Linked DNA regions of Mus musculus: region 2 is linked to region 1. Evidence: chromatin contacts called from public promoter capture Hi-C data. All regions are on one chromosome and are shown on one strand. The core of a region is the stretch at or near the end of the contact, and the rest is flanking DNA. Distances in the headings are between cores, read along the strand shown.

Region 1 (5,270 bases), core at 165-2,664:
AGTCCCAGCCTGGATTGCCTGTCCCCCAGCAAGAGTAAGATGGGAACTGTTAGCTCCCACCCAGGACCCTGGCACAGCACTGGCACCATCCCCATTCTTGCCCATCCTGTCCCTAGATAACTTCTTGCACCCAGCAAGGTGCCCTTGGCTTTGCCCAAGTTACACACAGCCCATCTCCAGCAGGAACCATTTAAACTTAAGAGTATCCTCCAGCCTGCAAGTGGACTGACCTCTACCAACATTTAATGCCCCCTCTTATCCAAGGTCTGCATAGGAAGACCACTGCTGGCCAGGAGAGCTGCTGTTCAGAGCCCCACCTCTCAGACGTGGTTCTGCCGGTGTCCTCTGGCTAGCCTCCCAGGTTCCATCGGCCCTACAACTCCCTTATAAGTCTAGCCGCTTGCTGCCCTAGGCACCCAACGTACCTCTAAGAACCCTCTGGTGGTCACAGGATGAGCCTGCAAGGACCCTTTGGGCCTCCCTGCTTCCAAACCTGCCACCCCACCGTCGGTCCTGGGGCCCAGCTCTCTGTGGACAATGGAATGCAATGTGGCACAGAGACACAACTAAATGGGACTTGGTCCAAAGACTACGGTCCCCACAGCCCAGAGTGAAAGGCCAAGACGCTGCCCTTCATAGCTACAAGGCTAGGAGGATGCTGTCTGCGGCGCCCAGGCCTTCACGAAATCCTGGGGCTTGGGGGTGGGGGAAAGATGCAGGTGGAGGGAATAACCGGTCTGGAAAGACAGGGGAGGGGACTGTGAGGAGGCAGAGGGATGGAGGAGAGAGAAAGCCAGAAAAGGTATTGAGCCAGAAAGGGGAGCCGGCGCGGTCTCACCTGTGCGGGATCCAGGCCCTCCTGCCTCAGGCAGCGGCAGCTCAGCGCCCGCAGCCTCCCCTGGCATGGCCTGGACGTGTGCCTGCCGATACCCCTGTCTCTCTGTCCCTCTGTCCGTCAATGCGCTCGGAGTAGCCAGCACGGCCACCGCCCCTCTGCTGGGGGGGGGGGGGGCGTAAATGACGTCAGCGCTGCCCCGCCCGCCTATCAAGCCGAGTGAGCGTGCGCCAGCGCGCCGAGCACTGCGGAGCGCCAGAGGGAGGGCGCTCATTCCCTTCGTTCACCCCATCGCCTCTCTCCCACTGCTGAGTCTAAGGCCAGAAGGCTGCGCCCTGCCCCGCCTTTCCCGCAGCATCCAAGGGGGGCCGCTTGGAGGCCAGACTCCTCCCAAGGTGACATCGCCTCTTAACTGGAAAGAGACAAAAGGTGTCTCCAGAACCAGGGGTGCGGGTTAATATGGGGAGATAGCTATATATTCTGCAGAGGGGGCAGGGCCACTTTAATAAGTGATGGCCCAACCTATCGCTCAATGACTGGACAGAGGACACAGGGAGCCCAGTGAAGGAGCCTAAGCTCCTAAGCCCCAAGATGAGCGAAAACAGCAGCTCAGGATTGGCTGGTCCTGGCAGACAGTCTCCATAGCAACTACCTCCTGTCTCTGTGGCAACGGGAGATGGAACTGAGTGCGCCAGAGAGTGGTTCCAGACAATCTCTTGGGCTGAGCTGGATCTTTGACTTCTAGCTTGGCGGTCTGCTTTGTTTCCTTCACCGTTCAGCTCTTTAGGACAGGGAAGAAATGTACCTCACTCACTATTCCCGCCAGCCCTGGGCCACACCCCCAGAGATGATGCTTACTATTTCCCTTCCTGAAATGCACTATGTTTCCATCCTGGCGTTTGCAGTGCCCAGCCCGTCCCCCCTTCCCAGTGCCAGGCACCAGATGAATGAATGACACATTGTCATCTGTGAGCTGAAGTCGGGGAAATTAGTGGCTATTGAGGCAAACAAGGAGGGAGTGTCCAATGTATAGGATCTTCTGAGTCTACAGGAAGTCAGGTGCTGTTCCCTACTTCCCTATACCTGACTTGAGGTGCACACCAAGGTACCCCTGGCACCCTTACCACATCCAAACATAAGACCAGCATCTTCTGCAAAACTGCCCCACCCTCTCTGTTGCTGACAACCCACCCCGTCCTTCTGATATTTGACTTTATAGTCCACGTAAGGACCCCTTACTTCACCTCCAAGGATCTAAGTTGATTCCTCCTGTGAAACCCCTCCTCCTTCTTTGGAGACAGGTTTTTGTTTATTTTCTATTCTGTGTAGTCCTGGCTGTCCTGGAACTCACGCTGTAGACAGGCTGGCCTGGAATTCCCAGAGATCATCTGCCTGTGCCTCTGGAGTGCTGGGACCAAAGAAAGGTGTGTGCCACCACCCAGCCCCTAGTTGCCTTTTTTGTTCCTGGTGTTTATCACGGCAACAGGAAGCAAATTAATCAATCCAGCAACTGGTACCAGAAAATGAGTTTGTGGCTGTGGTGATCTGACCATGTTTTGTGGGAAGATTGTGGAAGTATCTGGAGCTTTGGGCTGGAAAAGACCATTGGCTGCTGAGAGCTTAATGAGCTGTTGTAGGGGTTTGGAGACAGGAAAGTTGAGAGAGATACAGATGATGGAGACCAGGCTTGTTAAAGCAGCAACTTTACGGGGGGCTTTTGTATAATTTTCTTTTGAATCTGTGGTTTCTGGTTAGCTGGAGCTGAAGGGTCAGCTGTGTTTTTGTTTGTTTTTCGAGACAGGGTTTCTTTGTATAGCCCTGGCTGTCCTGGAACTCACTTTGTAGACCAGGCTGGCCTCAAACTCGCCTGTCTCTGCCTCCCGAGTGCTGGGTCTAAAGGCGTGCGCCACCACGCCCGGCTTCAGCTGTGGTTTTAACAAGAGACCAGCACCACTGAAATGAAACCTTTGCTTTCCTCAGAGACTTGACAATGGTTAGCTAGGACTAGAAAGAAAAGGTAAGCTGTGATTACTAGAGACCAGCATCACTGAGGCAAATCTGAAAAGTATTTGCTCACGTCAGCACACAGCACTTGAGACCCAGTAGGACCAAAGCTTTCTTTCAAGCTGGCAGCTGAGCTCAGCATTGGGTAAGAGTATCCCAGATGGTTTTGAAATTACTTTACTAGTACTGAAGACATGAAGGGCTATAGCGAGCAGCTGAGAACGCAGTACTTTGGAGATAGATAGTGGTCTGTAGGACCACTAGTACCAGCTGTGGGTGGAGTCTGGGAGACAGCCTTCATGTAGGAAGAGCTCAGGCCTGTTTGGAGCCCAGATTGCAGTATCTTCTAGCTACACTGCTAGAGGCTTACTTTGTAACTGTGCCCTGGTTCTTCCCTTGTGGAATACTTATTTTGTGTATTACTTATTTTGGATTTTAAAGAAGTCCACAGTTGAGAGACTGGACTTTTTTTTTTTAAGGTTTATTTATTTATTTATTTATTTATTATATGTAAGTACACTGTAGCTGTCCTCAGACACTCCAGAAGAGGGAGTCAGATCTCGTTACGGATGGTTGTGAGCCACCATGTGGTTGCTGGGATTTGAACTCCTGACCTTCAGAAGAGCAGTCGGGTGCTCTTACCCACTGAGCCATCTCACCAGCCCAAGAGACTGGACTTTTAAGACTTAACTTTTCAAGTGTTTTGATTTTTTTTTCTTTTGGTAAATTATGATTTTGCTTTTTTTCCAGACAGGGTTTCCCTGCATATACCTGCCTGTCCTGGAACTCGCTTTGTAGACTAGGCTGGCCTCAAACTCAGAGATTTGTCCACCTCGAGTGCTGGGATTAAAGGTGTGTGCCACCATGCCAGGCCCAATGTGTGTGGTGAGTGCACGTTACTGCATATGTGGAAGTCAGAGGACAGCTGCCTCCTTTCACCACGCTTGTTCTAGACATTGAACTCAGGTTGTCAGGCTTGGCAGAAAATGGCTTTACCAGCTGAGTCATTTTGATGGTCCCATAAAAACATATATTTTAAAAATGTCACTGGGCAGTGGTGGTGCACACCTTTAATCCCAGCACTTGGGAGGCAGAAGCAGGTGGATTTCTGAGTTTGAGGCCAGCCTGGTCTACAGAGTGAGTTCCAGGACAGCCAGGGCTATACAGAGAAACCCTGTCTCGAAAAAACAAAACAAACAAACAAACAAACAAGTCCTTAGATCATCCCTCAAAACATTTTTTTCTGTCTATAAAACAGTACCAACATATTTAATAACAGGGCTTGGTAGTAAGTTCCAGGACAGCCAGGGTTAACCAGTAAGACCCTGTCTAAAAAAATCAAAACAATCCAGGCATTGGTAGCACACATCTTTAATTCCAACACTTGGGAGGCAGAGGCAGTTAGATCTCTGAGTCCAGCCTGGTCTACAGAGCAAGTTCCAGGGCTACAAAGAGAAACCCTGTTTCAGAAAACAAACAAACAAAAACAAAACAAAACAAAACAAAAAAAACCAAAAAAGTAAAATAACTCTTCATGTACAAAGTAGGGTCTGGGAATATGTCTCATAATTCCAGTCTTTGGGAGGCAAAACCAAATGACTCCACATTCAAGGCCAGCCTAGTCTACACAGTGAGTACCAGCCCAGTCAAAACTATCTGCAAGACCCTGTCTCCAAGAAACACAACAAAAAGCCCCAAACCAAAAACTAGATTGAAAATTTCTGCCATAAAATTTAAAATTTGTTCCAGAAAGAATAGCTATGTCATCATTTGTTTTTCAAGGCAGATAACTGCCCCAACAGTGGGGCTGACTGGCAGAAGCCAACCTCTTCCTCGGACTTCTGTACTGTCCCTGAAGGAGGCTGCAGGACATCTCACTTATTTGGGGACCTGACACTTGATCCCTACATCCCAGAAAAGCAGTCTCGAGGAGTGGCTCACACCCTTACAATATGTCGTCTTTTACCAGGACAGCTCAGCTGGAAGTTCTGAAGGTAATCCTAAGACTTATCATCTGTCATGAAGCAGTGTGGTTCAGTGAGAATGGCGCCCCCGGGTATCAATACACAGCTTCGGTTTGAACCATTAAGAAAGGTTAGTAGGGGGCTGGTGAGATGGCTCAGTAGGTAAGAGCACCCGACTGCTCTTCTGAAGGTCCAGAGTTCAAATCCCAGCAACCACATGGTGACTCACAACCATCCGTAACAAGATCTGACTCCCTCTTCTGGTGTGTCTGAAGACAGCTACAGTGTACTTTCATATAATAATAAATAAATCTTAAAAAAAAAAAAGAAAAAAAGAAAGGTTAGTAGGGAAGCCGGGCAGTGGTGGCACTCGCCTTCCCGGAAGCCGGGCAGTGGTGGCACTCGCCTTTAATCCCAACACTTGGGAGGCAGAGGCAGCCGGATTTCTGAGTTCGAGGCTAGCCTGG
Region 2 (6,010 bases), core at 2,217-4,716, 590 kb after region 1:
AAATAAACCACCAAGAAGCTGGGAGGAAGGGTCATGTGCCACATAGGGGAAGCCGTGGGAGTCTTGGAAGACAGCTTTTAGGGGAGACTAGTCACTGTGCACAAAGACATAAAGTTACAGGGGGCAGTGGAAATTCTGGTTTGGAAGTGGAACTGAGTTGTTTGCAGTGAACAGGCAAGGAGGGCATCTCATTGGCAAGAGAGGGAGCTGAGTCAAGCTGTGACTCAGGAGAAGGGCCAGTCGCCCCATCCCACACAGCATGGACAAATGAACTGGCCGTCTACATGGGCCTGGGGTGAGGTGGGGAGCTGGCTTCATTTGTGTTGACAGAGTGTGGGGAATCAAAGAGGAGTTTGGTGGCTGTTTGGTTTGTGTGACTGTGAGGTAAGCAATGGAAACATTGGGACATCAATCTTTGGAAAGGAGGAAGGACCGCTATGTGCAGGAGAGGGAGGAATCAGGGAAGGGACGACCGGATGAGTGCTGGGCAATGGTGCAGCAGAACAAACTATTTGTGGCGATAGCCTGGCAGAGAGTCCCAAATATTTGTCACTGTTGTGCCTTTCCTGTGTTTCATAAAGTAAACATTTCAAGTGCGGATAGCGATTACAAGTCGAAGAAGTCAAGTGAAACTTCAGAGCTTCCAGAAATGAAATTATTTAGGGACAAGCTATTCATTTCAAATAGCTTCCAGTTAAGCGTTAGGGGCTGCAGACATGACACACTGTTCTTATAGAGGACCTGGATTCAGTTCCTAGCACTTTTGTCTGGTGGCTCACAACAACCTGGAACTCCAGCTGCAGGGAGACCTGATGCCCTCTACTGGTCACCAAGGGCACCTGCACTCACATGCACACAAATTCCTCTCCCATACAGATTATCAAAAATAAACTCTTTTAAAAATTGAGTGTTTATCAGTTGATGAATTCCTTAACAAACTGAATTTGGGGTATTTCTGTGAGAAAAAAGAAACTGGCATAGCTGAGGCAGGAGGATTGCCATGTGTTCGAGTCTAGTCTAGACTGTTCAGTGACACCCTGTTTCAAACAAACAAACAAAGAAACAAATGTAATCAGAGACACACTCCCAGATACCATGAGTATCTGGGAGCAGCTTTGTCACCTGACCTTTCTCCAGCTGCTATGGCAGATATTGGTCCAGCTGCCCTTTTAGGGAAACTTTCCAAGTTGAGTAAAATCTGGCTTTGCCAAGTCCAGTCATTTCATGAGGCCAGGGAGCTCGGGAATGTGTATCAGGGTAATTCCATATTCTCTCTCTTTTTTTTTTTTTTCAGGCCTGGAGAATCGAACGCAGGGCCTTGTGCATGTCAGGCAAGCACTCTGTCCCACACCTGTATCTGTAGCCCAGTGTGATTTTTCTTTTTACAAGCACACAGTGCAGATCCAGAAGGCTACAAAAAGGGCACAGGAAAAAAACAATCTGTCCTCAGGCCCCAGAATCACCCCTCCCCTGGTGGCCAGCCTGTCTGCTGTTGGTTTGTACTCTTCTCCAGGTATTCAGTATATTTACAATCACAGCTGCTTTTGCTCAGCAATCTCATATCCTCCCAATGTTCCTTAGTGCGGCAGTTTTCCTTAATTGAAGAACATCTTTTGTAAAGATTATAGGAAAGAAAGAACTGCTCTGTGTGGCTCACGATGAGCTGAGCTTTTCAGGGACTGCTCCAGGACTTCCTTATCCAGTGTCTGACTGTGGACATGTAGGCTGTGTAGGGACAGCTTTAGAGTGAGCTCTGTCTGTGTCATCATCTGTAGCCACAGGCTTTCACAGACTTCTGGCCTCTGAGCCTCAGGGTCCCTTTCTCTTAACACCCAGCTCCTTCAGCAGTGGCTGTAGGCAGAACAGTGGCAGTGCCAGAAGCAGAGTCAGTACAGGTCCCCTGTCTCTCTCTGGAGACAAGAAAGGTGCTTCTGTGGTCGGATGCGAATGGTCAGCCTGCGCCTGCTGCCTTTTGCTTTGTGATGAAGCTGAGTTCCTGAATTCTCTATCCATATGGGGACTCTTCCTCAGTCTTTATCTGGCATAACCTACCTTCCCACCCCATGAGTCCTCTCTCCTGGCAAGTGTGCTGCTCACTGTGGCCCACTGGCCTATGCCTCTGATTCCTTATCTGCTAGGCTTTTTCTGTACCTCGAATTAAAAAGCCAGCCAGTCACTATTAACATACCTGCTCAGTAGTGGGCACCTATGCTGGTTTCTTTGAATGAGAGGGCAGACATTGGTAGGCGATGCATCGGTGCACATGTGTTTAAAGTGCTTTAGTCAAGTCACCCAGGAAGCCATCCCCCAAGGCCAAGCTTCAGGGTGCAGTGATGAACTGCTGGGTCACAGGGATGTGAGAGTTTGTCCAGGGTGTTCCAGGGCAGTCTCTGTGACCTTGACCTAAAATCTCCTGCAACCTTTGCCTTCAATATCCTCCTCTAGAGCCTGGGGCTAAAATCTCCAAGGCTTTCTGAAATGCCATGGCTAAAGAAAGTGAGGGGCTGGATAAGCACGCAACACTGTGGTACAGTACAGTTTTCAGGGTTCTACCCCACCCCAAAGCAATACCAAAAAGGACAAGGTAAGAGGCTCCAAGCTGTTGCTAGAGGTTGGTCGCTCTGATCTAGCACCCAGGTCAGCAGATAGACACAAAGGTATGTGGGAGACAAAAATCTAGACCTGGGGACTTAGAAGATATTCACAGGCAAGGAGGGGGGGGGGTGGTCCATGATCAGTTTTCTCTGGGAAGTTTTGGTGAGATTCCAAGGTGAGTCCTATTTCAGATTGCCCTTAAACATTTCTGAAGTTTTCCTTGTGATATAAAAGAATGAAAAAATGATGCAGAAAAAGCTGTCAGACTTGATCGTTGATAAGCATCTCAATTACACTAGACCATTAGACTGTCAGAGACAGCTTGGGTATGGCGATATAGACCAAGTGCCCGGAGTCCTAGCACTTTCTCTCTTTGAAGGCACAACTGTTCTTTTGGAATTTATAGCCAGGAGCCAGGAGGTGAACTACGGATTTCTTCCTTTGATGGCTAGAGGCTTCCTGGGGAGGGAGAAACAACTGTGGGCATTGTCACGGAGAGCCCCACTCTTCCCTTCCCTTTGGGGCCTGAAGCCTTCTTGGTCTAATCTGTTCTTTCTTTAGTCGCTTAGGTTTTCTGTGAGCCTGGCCGGCTAGGTCTTTGATTTCCCCTGAACAAAAGCAAGTGCCCTCCCCCATCTGGCTAGCAGCTTGCTGACAGAGTTGGACTTTAGCTCCTGTCCCAGTCCATCACCACGGGACAAACATAGTAGAAAACCTGATCCCTTTACCCCCTTCCACCCACGGTTTGTGTAGAGCTCACAAGCAAAACAAACTTATTTTGAACACTGGGGTCCTAGCACGCTGCCCTGACAATCATTAACCTGTGCCGCACAGCCAGCCCTTCATAAGGCTCTGGGTACGACCAGCCAGCATGGTCCACTGCCCGCGGAGACACACACCCAGCGAGCATTGAACACTGCACACGGCCGTCTGCCCAGAGAGCTGTGACCACCATTGCCACTACTATCTACTCAGAAAGTCGTGACCACTGAGCAACTGCTGCCTGTCCAGAGTCTCATCCACAGCCTGCTGAACCAGTTGCGATGCCCGAGTTCCTAACTGTTGTTTCTTGGCCGTTCCTGATTCTCCTGTCCTTCCAGATTGGCGTGGCCGCTGGAGCCCCCCAGCCATGGCACTGTGCTCCCTGCACTGCTGAGAGGCTGGGGCTCTGTCCACCCGTGCCCGCTTCGTGCCCCGAGATTTCTCGGCCTGCAGGCTGTGGCTGCTGCCCGACATGTGCCTTGCCGATGGGTGCTGCCTGCGGTGTGGCCACTGCTCGCTGCGCCCAGGGACTCAGCTGCCGTGCGTTGCCAGGAGAGCCTCGTCCCCTGCATGCCCTCACCCGTGGTCAGGGAGCCTGTGTACCAGAACCTGCTGCACCCGCCACGAGCACCTTGTTCAGCTCCCAGCATGAAGGTACTGCAGTCCATCTCTGCCTCTAGATCTCTTGGCTGGGACATACGTGCTTCCTAGGCCAGCAGAGGCCTATCGGAAACTTATAGCAGATAGGGCAAAGGCACTCTTGGCCCACTAAGAGGTTTAAGCTGTTATAGTCAAATAAATCTCTCAGTGAGGTCCATCTGTGTGTGGTCTTGCCCAGGAAACATCCTAGAAGGGGTGGTCCAAGCACCCCATGTAGAGTGGAGAGTTGTGAAGAAAGTTTGCAGGTTAGGTAGTAATGATCCTACTCGGTCTTTCAGTGGAGGTGGAGGGAGCTATGGGGCTGCCAGGTGGGTGGGGTGCTGGCTCAAGCACCTCCGGCCTCCTCCTGTGGGTTCTGCCCTTGGCAGTTCCAATGGCTGGAGGGTCCAGGGAGGTTTAGAATGGGAGTCCTCCTGCTGCCCCCAGGAGGTTTGCAATGTCCTTTGTAGCATATATCCTGCCACGCCGTATGTGCTTCCCAGATGTTTACAGAACATAATGTGAAAATTGAGGCCCAGACCTTCACTTCCATTCATCGCTATAGACAAACAGTGTTTGATGTGTACGTTGCCTGCTAGGAGTCTGACAATCAGGCTCTTTCCTGAATTTAAGCACTGGTTTGTTTGTAGTAGGAAGCTTGGAAAATGCCTCTTCCTCTGCTCCAGCCCCTATCTCCCCATCTGGGCTGCATGCACGTCCTGTGTGGGTGTGGAGGAGCCACGTGGTTCCATATTCTGATGGGAAGCTGTACTGCAGGCATCTGAGCCTTTCAAGTGAATGAAGTTAGAGCTACCCCAATGGTCCTGAGTGGGGGGTGGGCCCTCTTCATTGATATCTGATGATGGCCTCCTCTTCGAGAGGCCACCCGAGAGGTGACTTAGTGTGCAGGAAAGCAGGGCTCCCAAAAAAGAGCAGGATGGTGGTCTAGGTGGGGAAGGCTACATTCTAGAACTTTCTTCTAACTAAACTATACCTGTCCTGGGGTCTTACTAGACTCTTTCTGTGGGGTGGAGAGGAGGGCTGAGGGGTCAAGGCTCACCACTGATGGGCTCAAGCCTTGGCCTTAGTCCTTGGCGTCTTCAGGTTATATCCTACCCCACTCTCTCTGCCACCCCAGAATATTGCCTCACCCCGGAATATACCATTTTCCCAGAAAAGAATAGTATTGCTATTTGGCCATACTTGTTCCCAAAGAGTCATCGGTGAAAAAAATTCTGATTTCCCCTGACCATTATCGATTGATCGGTCTTAAGGGCAAGAAGTGAGTTGGCAGAGGAGTGGCGCCTCCAGGGGATAATGCATACGTGGGGAGGAGTGGCGCCTCCAGGGGATAATGCATACGTGGGGAGGAGTGGCACCTCCAGGGGCTCATGCATATGTGGGGTTTGCTTTTCAGAGGCAAAGGCTGCTGTGGTCTCCGCGGATGAGCTTTCTGAGAGCCCAGAGATGACAGAGGAGCAGCTGCTGGACAGCTTCCACCTGATGGCCCCATCCCGCGAGGATCAGCCCATCCTGTGGAACGCCATCAGCACCTATAGCAGCATGCGGGCCCGGGAGATCGCCGACCTCAAGAAATGGAAGGTGAGACCCTGCACTCAGACCTTCAGGTATATCCATCGAAGTGAAGAGTTTAGTCTAGACAATTCCTAAAGGGCACCAAACATGAGGCTGGGCACAGGAGTATAACTACTCCCATCCCTGATGTATCTTTGCCTCCTTAAAAATACAGCATAAAATAGGCCATTTTTAGTCTAGGTTTCTTTGTCACTGAGTATGTTCAATAATTGTTACCACCATCAGGCTCCACGATTTTGCCAGCCTTCAACTATGCAGCAAGAACTTCTTTAGTTTACTGGCTAGTTTTCAATTTGACCACTTGGGGGCGACAGAGAACCAAAGGTGGAGAGAAAGTACCGAAGAGGCATTGAAGAAGTACCAATCCGCCCAATGAAGTGGAAGAATAAACATTGTTAGGGGCACTTTAGAATTTCAT

Evidence for each region. Promoter capture Hi-C pulls out the DNA fragments that hold promoters and counts their contacts.
Region 2: a contact with region 1 is called in a promoter capture Hi-C map of hippocampal neurons, with 2.8 times the contacts expected there. The contact joins the promoter of Igfbp1 here to the promoter of Nacad in region 1. A contact is called at or near these places in 2 of 39 promoter capture datasets (hippocampal neurons and neural stem cells).

Annotation. Positions count from the first base shown.
Region 1 is chr11:6,604,640-6,609,909 of GRCm38.p6, forward strand. Nacad (NAC alpha domain containing) reads right to left here and starts at 1,415. Exons shown (of 8, transcript NM_001081652.1): 1 at 839-1,415. The coding sequence starts at 1,109.
Region 2 is chr11:7,194,321-7,200,330 of GRCm38.p6, forward strand. It overlaps Igfbp1 (insulin-like growth factor binding protein 1), which reads left to right and starts at 3,467. Exons shown (of 4, transcript NM_008341.4): 1 at 3,467-4,011; 2 at 5,414-5,598. The coding sequence starts at 3,639.